Linked DNA regions of Oncorhynchus mykiss: region 1 is linked to region 2. Evidence: chromatin contacts called from public Hi-C data. All regions are on one chromosome and are shown on one strand. Each heading gives the region's core, a stretch centred on a gene start, on an enhancer-like site or on the middle of the called end of the contact. The rest is flanking DNA. Distances are from core to core; before and after follow the strand shown.

Evidence for each region. A called contact is a pair of places that touch in the nucleus more often than the background predicts.
Region 1: a Hi-C map of liver shows a contact between it and region 2, with 3 times the contacts expected there. The contact joins the promoter of mrpl4 here to the promoter of LOC110485861 in region 2. A contact is called at or near these places in 2 of 3 Hi-C or Micro-C datasets (blood and liver).

What each region holds. Positions count from the first base shown.
Region 1 is chr13:20,296,749-20,302,354 of USDA_OmykA_1.1, reverse strand. It overlaps mrpl4 (39S ribosomal protein L4, mitochondrial), which reads left to right and starts at 3,758. Exons shown (of 9, transcript XM_021557081.2): 1 at 3,758-4,000; 2 at 4,128-4,209; 3 at 4,399-4,570; 4 at 4,705-4,756. The coding sequence starts at 3,953. si:ch211-69b7.6 (neuroblast differentiation-associated protein AHNAK) reads left to right here. Exons shown (of 6, transcript XR_005035489.1): 6 at 2,480-2,550. LOC110485877 (neuroblast differentiation-associated protein AHNAK) reads left to right here. Exons shown (of 5, transcript XM_036940555.1): 5 at 1-3,515. The coding sequence ends at 3,186.
Region 2 is chr13:20,136,151-20,141,681 of USDA_OmykA_1.1, reverse strand. LOC110485861 (TAF5-like RNA polymerase II p300/CBP-associated factor-associated factor 65 kDa subunit 5L) reads left to right here and starts at 3,942. Exons shown (of 5, transcript XM_021557061.2): 1 at 3,942-4,308; 2 at 4,805-4,946; 3 at 5,195-5,299; 4 at 5,457-5,531. The coding sequence starts at 4,808. LOC110485860 (nuclear pore complex protein Nup133) reads right to left here and starts at 3,884. Exons shown (of 26, transcript XM_036940548.1): 1 at 3,651-3,884; 2 at 3,440-3,555; 3 at 3,201-3,304; 4 at 2,859-2,963; 5 at 2,490-2,621; 6 at 1,210-1,380; 7 at 956-1,111; 8 at 293-363; 9 at 17-164. The coding sequence starts at 3,778.

The DNA of each region.
Region 1 (5,606 bases), core at 2,509-5,008, 160 kb before region 2:
AAATTTGGGCTGTCTGGTAAAATGCCAAAATCTCCCAAATTGAATCTCAAAGCTCCAAAGATGAAGGGGGGAATTGATTTTCCAGACCTGAATTTACCAGATGCTGACCTCAAAGCCGCTAAACTAGACATGACTGCTCCAGATCTTGACATCAATGCACCCACAGGGAAATTCAAAATGCCTAAATTCAGGGGCCTGAAGGGACCAAATGTTGACATTAATGGTGCTATAGAGGGACCAGATATGAACTTGTCATCTCCCAAACTCAAGGGTCCTAAAGCAGACCTCAACATTCCAGATGCTGATATTGACAGTCCATCAGGAAAATTCAAAATGCCAACTTTCAAGATGCCCCATTTAGGTGTATCTGGACCAAAAGTTAAGGGGCCTGACTTGGATCTTTCAGCCCCCAGGTTTAAAGGGGGAATTAGTCACCCAGATTTGGATCTGCCAGATGTTGACCTCAAAGGCCCCAAACTAGACCTCAATGCACCAGATGTACACTTTAATATGCCCTCAGGTAAAGTCAAAGTACCTACATTTAAGAAACCAAAGGTTGATCTGAATGCTCCTGATCTGGACATTGATGACACCTCTGGTCACCTGAAAATGCCCAAATTTGGGCTGTCTGGTAAAATGCCAAAATCTCCCAAATTGAATCTCAAAGCTCCAAAGATGAAGGCGGGAATTGATTTTCCAGACCTGAATTTACCAGATGCTGACCTCAAAGCCGCTAAACTAGACATGACTGCTCCAGATCTTGACATCAATGCACCCACAGGGAAATTCAAAATGCCTAAATTCAGGGGCCTGAAGGGACCAAATGTTGACATTAATGGCGCTATAGAGGGACCAGATATGAACTTGTCATCTCCCAAACTCAAGGGTCCTAAAGCAGACCTCAACATTCCAGATGCTGATATTGACAGTCCATCAGGAAAATTCAAAATGCCAACTTTCAAGATGCCAGATTTAGGTTTATCTGGACCAAAAGTTAAGGGGCCTGACTTGGATCTTTCAGCCCCCAGGTTTAAAGGGGGAATTAGTCACCCAGATTTGGATCTGCCAGATGTTGACCTCAAAGGCCCCAAACTAGACCTCAATGCACCAGATGTAAACTTTAATATGCCCTCAGGTAAAGTCAAAGTACCTACATTGAAGAAACCAACGGTTGATCTGAATGCTCCTGATCTGGACATTGATGACCCCTCTGGTCACCTGAAAATGCCCAAATTTGGGCTATCTGGTAAAATGCCAAAATCCACAAAAATGAATCTCAAAGCCCCAAAGATAAAGGGGGGAATTGATTCCCCAGACATGAATGTACCAGATGCTGACCTCAAAGCCCCTAAACTAGATGTGAATACCCCAGATCTTTACATAAATGCACCTTCTGGGAAATTCAAAATGCCCAAATTTAAAATGCCTAAATTCAGGGGCCTAAAGAGACCAGATGTTGACATTGATGGAGACTTAGACGGCACAGAAAAAGATATCAATGCCCCCATAGCTAATCTCAAAGGACCCAAAACAGGTCTAAAAATTCCTGATTTGAAGATGCCTGATTTCGGGCTATCTGGGCCAAATGTAGATGCACCTGATTATGACTTACCTGATATTGATCTCTCAGCCCCAAAGCTAAAAGGGGGAATCAGCCCCCCAGATTTGAGACTACCTAAGGATCATCTCAGAGGTCCCAAACTAGACCTCAATGCTCCAGATATGCCCTCAGGTAGATTCAGAGTTCCAACCATAGAGAGGCAAAATGGTAGCATCAAAACCCCTGGTTTTGACATCAGCACTCCTACATTCAAAATGCCCGAAATGCCTAAATTTATGTTGTCTAGACCAAAAAGACCAGATCAAGACATAAGTGCTGACATAGGTTTGAAATTGTCAAAGATGAAAGGTGGGATTGGTTCACCGGACCTGGACCTACCTACAGTTGACCTAGAAGCCCCTAAGATAGATGTAGACACTCCAGATATGAACATTGATTCCCCCTCTGGGAATTTCAAAATGCCCCACCTCAAAATGCCTAAATTCAGCCTTTCTGGTCTGAATGGTCCAGATGCTGGAATAGATGGAGACATTGATGGACCGGACCTGAGCTTGTCAGCCCCGAAAGTAAACACAGGGATCGGTAGTCCAGATTTAGACATAAATGTTCCCTCTGGAAATCTCAACGGCCCCCAAGCTGATCTCAATTTGCCAGACAGTGACATTGCTATACAATCTCGAAAATTTGAACTGCAATCCTTTAAATTGCCTCAGTTTGGAAGTCCCAACCTAAGGGCAGGTACAGATATGGACTTTATGAAAACACATGACATTTCTCCTCCAAAGGCTAAAGTGGATCTAAAAGCACCAGACTTGAAAGTTAGTCACCCAGATGTCAGCCTGAGTTTACCCAAAGCTGATATCAGAGGCCCAGAATACAAAGTGGCATCTCATAGTAAACGCAGATCTGATATCCCAGGTGTAGCGCATTTAAAATTGCAAGCAATGGACATAGATACCGAAGAGACACTGCCACACACTGATAGTAAGTCTAGGAAGGTCAAAGGAAGGGTCAGTTATCCCATTGCAGATATAGACTTGCCAAAAGTTGAGTACGAAGCATCTGGTTTGGAGCTGCGAGGTTCAGACCTTAACGATCCCACAGGGAAATTAAAAATTCCCAAATCTAAGACTAAATTGGGTAGTCATACAAGAATACCAGACCTTGATGTAGACTCAAGTCTTGCCAGTATTAACGCCTCAGTCCCTAAACTCCCACAGCCAGGGTATGGAGTAGAGGTTTCACAGACAGATTTAAATTTGAGCAGAACTGACTTCAAGGGCAATAAACATCATAGAAAAGCCCCAGCTGGTGAAACTGGCAGAACAAAAAGGAGAAGTCCAAAACAGTCTGAAATTGTAATGTCTATGCCAAATTGTACTCATGGTTCAAACCCCAAAATGTCTGAAGATCAAGAAGCATATTTTGTCACTGCATTTCCCAAACATGTCAAAGGGGATGTACCAGACGGAACTGGGAGCCTGAAAAATCGGCACAAGGAAGAGTCAAACCGTCGATCTCAAACACTCAGAAGTCTCGATTTCAGTGCATCAAATGTGGACCTTGAAGTTCCAGAAGATGAGAACTTAAAAGGGTCAACATTCTGGCTTTCAAAGCTTATATAGCATTCAGACAACTGACTAAATGTCATTTTAGGTTTGTTTGAATCACAATCTTCTGTTGAAACATAATGCAGAAAACGTCTGTTACGTATAAAACAAGCATCAGATTATTTTCACATATTTGTACTTTTTTTAATGTAAATTGTTTGGCATTTGTTATGAACATGTTGAGAACGAATGTGTAAAGCTTTCTTTTGTCAAGTGATTTAAAAAATGTATGAAAGGTTTATGTTCTGCTGATAAGCTATTTGAATGGTATTTTTACTCTACACTTGCTACATTGTAATAAAATGGGATTTCGAAACTTTTATAAAACCCTTGTTTTATCTTTCTTTACATGAATTCAACAAAAGAATTAATTCAAAACAACTTCAAAATGCATTAGCCTAGGCTTCGTTTATTATTTCCCTTACTTTTTAACATTGAAATAATGTTTGGCAAAATTAAAAATTTCAAGCTGAGAATCATTATTATTTATTTTTTTACTCAACTGCTATTTTTGTATAAATATTTATATTTGAAAAAACAATTATAGTATGGCTTCACCTATTAGAGATGTTTACCTCCGCACCGCTAGGTGGCAGTCTTATTACGCTTGCGTTTACGCAACATAAACGTCATCAGTATGCGACAACACACCAGCATTGCCGAATGACCTTTCTTATTTGGAAATATCTAGAAAATGCATGTTTGTTTCAGAATATGATCTCTTCAAAGACTGTTTTCAAGAAGTCGCACGTATTTGGTTGTCTTAATTAGGTTTACAGAAATGTTTCGTATATCAGTTGCAGTGTGTGGTAGAGGCATTTCTAAAATGGTGAGCGTTAAACTAGGCTAATGCTAACTTAGCTAGCTGTCACTTTATTGAGGATATATAAAGATGTAGTGGCTGAAATTACTGCTGGCACATATAAAAGCTCATTGTCAGATGTCCCTTTTTTTAGTTATCTTCATCTTTCTCTGGTGAGAACGCTCTACCCTCAAATTTACGCATCCCTTCCAATCTCGTGGACCATGCAAGAGCAAGTAAGGTCTGCTTTTTCATTCACTGCCTTCTATCATGCACTATGGATCATTGAACTGATGGTGCGAATTTGAAGAATCAAGTTTTATTCCCCCATTCTTGAATGCAATGTTGGTCTGTCATTTCAGAGCATTAATTTCCAACTAGGTCAGATGTAAGAAAGCTATTGATGTTTTATGATCGCTTTCCAGAGAGGCCCCCTCCTCCATCAGACTCCAGTCTTCCTGTGTTGAGGAGGTGTGATGCTGCCGTCCCTGTACACCTGAGCCCAGTACAGACATGGGTGGAGACGTTGGAGAGGCGGGACAGTAAACTTTTGGGTTTGGTTGACCTCCATCCCGATGTCTTTGCAGTCCCTACCAGGTAAAACTGTCAATGTCTAGCCATTGTATTTACATTTAAGTAATTCAGCAGAGGCTCTTATCCAGAGAGACTTACATATTCAGTGCTTTATCGTTTGGTGGGAACAGTGACACAAATTATTTTGTTCCCACCAGGATTGACATACTCCACGAAGTTGAACTCTGGCAGAGAAATTTCAAGAGAATTGTAAGTAGCAAACCAATAATGAACTTTCTCAGACTGCTGTTATGACCATATTATAAAAATGAGGTGATGAGAAGTACAGGCATATTTCTGTAGGTTTATACCCAAAGCTCTGTACGAGAGGTCGACCGATTATGATTTTAACGCCGATACCTATTTATTGGAGGACCAAAAAAGCCGATGCCGATTTATTTATTTGTAATGGCGATTACAACAATACTGAATGAACAGTTATTTTAACTTAATATAATACACCAATAAAATCAATTTAGCCTCAAGTAAATAATGAAACATGTTCAATTTGGTTTAAATAATGCAAAAACAAAGTGTTGCAGTAAAAGTGCAATATGTGCCATGTAAGAAAACTAAAGTTTCAGTTCCTTGCTCAGAACATATGAAAGCTGGTGGTTCCTTTTAACATGAGTCTTCAATATTCCAAGGTAAGACGTTTTAGGTTGTAGCTATTATAGGAATTATAGGACTATTTCCCTCTATACCATTTGTATTTCATTAACCTTTGACTATTGATGCTCTTATAGGTACTTTAGTATTGCCAGTGTAACAGTATAGCTTCCGTCCCTCTCCTCCTGTGCAGCAACACAACGACAACAGCCACCATCGAAGCAGTGTTACCCATGCAGAGCAAGGGGAACAACTACTAGAAGGCTCAGAGCGAGTGACGTTTGAAACGCTATTAGCGCGCGCTAACTAGCTAGCCATTTCACTTCGGTTACGCCTCATCTCGGGAGTTGATAGGCTTGAAGTCATAAACAGCGCAATGCTTGATGCACAACGAAGAACTGCTGGCAAAACGCACGAAAGTGCTGTTTGAATGAATGTTTACGTGCCTGCT
Region 2 (5,531 bases), core at 2,693-5,192:
TTGAGTGAAGACTGACCTGGAAGGGGGGGTTGTACTTGGTGACCTCCACAGAGAGCTCATCAGAAATGTTGTTGCCGTTGTCCAGCAGGGTGACCAGGCAGAAGTAGGCCAGGCAGGGGGAGTCTGAAGGGTGCCAGGCTGCCGCCAACACTACCAGGCCATCCCTGGAAAACAAAATTATAGTCAGAAGTATGTAGAATCATAAAAAGTTGCAGTCACCAGCTGACTATTACATCAAATCACGTAGTGAGATAAATACACATCCAGAAACCGAGATGAGAGCTCGACTTACTGGCTCAGTTGCATGTCCATGTAGGTAACGTTCACTCCTTCCTTGATTTCCTCATAGTTGCTCTCTGACCCCTGATAGATGGTGAGAGAAAACAGATCATGCCTTCAGGACAATCATCCAATCTATAGGTAACTACCAAAATATAGGAAACACCAACTTAAGTGTCTTAATAGGGCGTTGGGCCACCACGAGCTGCCTGAAAAGCGTCAATGCACCTTGGCATCGATTCTACAAGTGTCTGGAACACTATTGGAGGGATTCAAAACCATTTTTCCACAATAAATTCCATAATTTGGTGTTTTGTTGACAGTGGTGGAAAACACTGTCTCAGGCATCGCTCCGGGATCTGATATAAGTGTTCAATTGGGTTGAGATCTGGTGACTGAGACACACACACTTTAAACCCCCTATACTCCTTTGATCCCCCTCTTTCAAAGTAACTGAGATCTCTTCTAGCCACGGTAACCAAAATGGCTAAACATGATATGTTAACTCAGGAAGCACATGCTTTGTGTCCCTCATTTACTCTAGTGTTTCCTTTATCTTGACAGTTACCTGTACAACCAAGAGGACGGTTCACCTCAAAGTAACGCACCGTGATTTACCGCAACCTGACATAAAGTAACGCAACACAACATTCATGTAAAGTGTTGCTCTGCTTACCCAGATGGCGTCGGCGACACTCTCCGTTAGAGCGCGGCTGGAGTCCCAGCTGAGGACCTGGTGCTCTGTGACCTCATCCACCTCCCATTTACTGAGCCCACAGGAGGTCAGAGTATACAGGCAGCCCGTCTCGCCCACCCACAGAACACTGTGGAGCTACAGAGGGAGGAGAGGGTCTGTGAGCTGATATCACCATATTACCAATTAATGACCATCATTTGGGGATTCATAGGACTCCACTAGAAGAAACGTGCATTGTTGTTGGTGAGCGGGGCGCGCATGCCAAACAGGCTGGAGACGCGGCGTCCGATGCCGGAGAGCACCCCCTGGCCCTGCTGTAGCGCCCTCTGCTGCAGCTTTCCGGAGGGGTCCGCCCCGAGGCGCATCATCTGGCCCTTGTAGGATGACACGATGAAACTACCCCCCTGAGGGAAGAGAGGGATGGTGGGATGAGGGAGGAGAAGAAGTGGGATGAAATCAACAGCACATAATGTTTAATCAGATAAATATGTTCAAAATGTATGTAAAACTAGTAAAACTGACTATCCTACCGATCCTCGACTTCGGCGATGTCATCTACAAAATGGCTTCCAACACTCTACTCAGCAAACTGGATGCAGTCTATCACAGTGCCATCCGTTTTGTCACTAAAGCACCTTATACCACCCACCACTGCGACTTGTATGCGCTAGTCGGCTGGCCCTCGCTACATATTCGTCGCCAGACCCACTGGCTCCAGGTCATCTACAAGTCCATGCTAGGTAAAGCTCCGCCTTATCTCAGCTCACTGGTCACGATGGCAACACCCATCCGTAGCACGCGCTCCAGCAGGTGTATCTCACTGATCATCCTTAAAGCCAACACCTCATTTGGCCGCCTTTCGTTCCAGTACTCTGCTGCCTGTGACTGGAACGAATTGCAAAAATCGCTGAAGTTGGAGACTTTTATCTCCCTCACCAACTTCAAACATCTGCTATCTGAGCAGCTAACCGATCGCTGCAGCTGTACATAGTCTATTGGTAAATAGCCCACCCATTTTCACCTACCTCATCCCCATACTGTTTTTATTTATTTATTTTTCTGCTCTTTTGCACACCAATATCTCTACCTGTACATGACCATCTGATCATTTATCACTCCAGTGTTAATCTGCAAAATTGTAATTATTCGCCTACCTCATGCCTTTTGCACACATTGTATATAGACTCCCCCTTTGTTTTCTACTGTGTTATTGACTTGTTAATTGTTTACTCCATGTGTAACTCTGTGTTGTCTGCTCATACTGCTATGCTTTATCTTGGCCAGGTCGCAGTTGCAAATGAGAACTTGTTCTCAACTAGCCTACCTGGTTAAATAAAGGTGAAATAAAAATAAAATAAAAAAAATAAAATGTGTGCTACCGTTTTACACACAATTTGTTGGCAATTCTCAATCCACTAATAATGAGAACCTGCTCTATACATCTTTATCTGTGATTGAGGGAGCAGCGTTGTATTCAAAACAAGAACAACGCATACACAACATAACAACTTACCCTAACAGCCACAACAAAGTTGCAGAGGTTTTCGCCCATGTCGACCACAGTCTCAGTGTAATTCCCCTCGTGGGCCAAACTGGGCCAGAACCGGGCTGTTCCCTCTGGAGCCACCGCCATGACAGAGATAGACTGAGCATTCAAGAAAAAGTCCCACAACAGTAAACAACCACGACTGATGGTGTGTCGATTGGAATTTCAGTTCAACGCCTTGTCAAAGACAACGAGTAGACTAAAGCAGAAAGACACTGACACTCAGGCTAGCTGCTTAAAAGCTACTGTAACAGCAAAGTCATTAGGCAGACAGGTGGGAACTTTTTTGCATTTTCGGAGGTTGAATAGGTTAGTTTCCTGATAGTCATTGATTACCTGAACACTGGCAGTCTCCAGAGGGCTGGGAGATGATATGGAGACGAGATCAGCATAGTAGGCAAACTCACTAGTAGGCAGCTGGAGGCCCTTACATACTGACAACTAGGAGACACAACAGAGAAAGTTCACTCATTGGCAATGCATGTTTTTCTTTTAATTATAGGACACACTGTATCAATGTGTTGCATATCTCATAATTATCTACCAGGGTTGTGTATCCAGTGTTGAAACGGAGTGACACAAAGAGGTAGGGTTCTACCTGGACTTGCCCAATAAGGAGCACTCATTTTGTGTTCCGTTTCAAAGCGTTTCGCTACGGTGTGACCTAATGGACTGTACCTTTGCAACAGCAGTCTGGCAGATCTTCCAGATGATCAGTCTCTCTCCACACACCATCCAGGCCCAGCCACTCTCATCCACCTTCACAGAGATCTGGTCATCGGCTGAGGGACACAAAACACAGAACCCGTGGGAGAGAACATCAGCCAGACTGCATTGATCCGGATGACCTGTACAATGCATTCTACAGTATGTATAACTCGCAGAGAGATAATGACAGGAAAGAGTCAATGACCCACCATCAGCCATTGTCAAAGCCTCCATGACTTTGACAGGTAGAGAAGAGCCAAACGTCTGGACATCGAAGTGGAGTGCGTCTGAAGTTGAGTAGCTCTGGACACGCGTGGGAGTTGATCTGGAAATGAGAAGGCGAGCAGTTTTTAAAAAACACTCCACGAGTGACTGTGCCTCAAGAGACATTGTTGACAATGATGGCGCATGGACACTCACCTCGCTGCTAACGACGTCCTACGTGGGGAAAAGAGAAGCCCTGTAGGTGTACCGGCGAGACTCTTTCTACCGGTGCCTCTTGAGGACTGCCTTCGGCCTGAACTAGGGGTAGAACGAGGGCTAAACATCGTAGCTGTGCCCCAAAATGTTCAATATTCATTCAACTCCAGACAGCTCTTCTTATTTTGCGCGCACAATATGAAACTTCAGGCGCATGAAATATACGTCATGAAATACAAACTCAGATTCGCAGTACATAGTTGGTCCACTAGATCGTGCCATTGAAAACATTTGTTTGAACACTAATACATTTTTTACGAATAGCATTGTCATTTATTAATAATACCTTCAATTAAAATGACACTATTACTGATTGTAAATTGATTGCCTTTTGCAAGTAGCTAGTTGTTGTGTATTGGTTGGCAGTAAACAGAACACGATATAGATTTCCTGCCATCACATTCAGGCAAGACGAGTCGATCAATCGATGACTCCAAGATGTGAGCGAGCTGCTATTTGATGGAAGGGGTGGACATACATGATGATGGGGTTGCTACGAAAGGCAGCGGGATATTTGTGATAAGAACAAATCACATTGCATAAATATAATTTCCTTAATAGATGTAACTGACAAGGAAGAATATCAGCACGATATGCAGTGAGTGGCCATGATGTTGTTGATATGTTTTTCGCTAAACCCGCTTAAAGTTCGAAGGGCCTAGTTTAGCTAACTTTAGCTGCTGGCTAACGTTATTTTGCTAATGACAGGACTGCAATAAATACTCTTTGCTTAAGCTGTTTGGTGCGTATTTTTACCAGTGCATTTGTTGCTCACTTGTACGGACATTCTCCCAAGTTTCCATGGCGACCCTTGCTAACACTGGCTAGCAGTTTTATTGAATGGTTCCGTTGGCAAGTGTTAGCTAGTCATATAGCCCATTTTTCTCTTCAACAGCACTGAAGTGAATTACTCGTGGGTCAATGTAATCCCAGGAAGCTATAAATATAGCTATCTAGTTTCTAGCAGTGTTTGTAATGAGTTAACTAACATGTTAATGCAATGCAGTAGGTTACATCAGCTAAACAACGTCTTAATGCACAGATAAAGCCTTTTACTTTTGTCCAGGCTGCTATACTGTTTTGTGTTTTCCCAGGTTATGAAGCGGGTACGCACGGAGCAGATCCAGTACACTGTAGCTCAGTACCTGAAGCGGAGGCAGTATGTGGATACTGAAAGTTCCCTGAAGGGGGCTAAACTGTCCCAGTCCGCAGAGGAGATGGCTGCCAACCTCACAGGTGAGGCTTTGAATTGGCAGCTGGCCGGTATCAAATGCAAAGATCAGTGACCAAATCAAGTGAAACTAGTATCACAGATTGAATGGGTGAATGATGCCAACTATTTTTGCAGACATGATTCAGCAAATCTTACTTATTGAGAAGCTCAAGCATCATCTTTCAGTTTAGGATGAGTATTAACAGTATTAACACTCATGGTGATTACTCGTATACCTAATCTTATTAATTGTCTCTCTTTCTTTGAGCAGTGCAGGCAGAGTCGGGGTGTGCAAACATTGTCTCTGCTGCCCCTTGTCAAGCTGACCCTCAACAGTACGAGACCCAATTTTCCAGACTACGCAATTTTCTCTCAGGTACTTCACAATTGTGTAGAGACTGATGATATGTACGCTGCTTTGCAACATTATACTAGCTTACCACTTAGTATGAAGCAATATATTGTAAATGCTATGCTAGTTACTGTGGGCATAAGATCGTGGCCTTACTCTTTGTTTATTTTCTCCGGTCCAGAAGCGGCATTGCCATGGGGCCAGGAGGTGAGCTGCGTCCTGTACCCGCTCTTTGTTTATCTCCACCTGGACATGG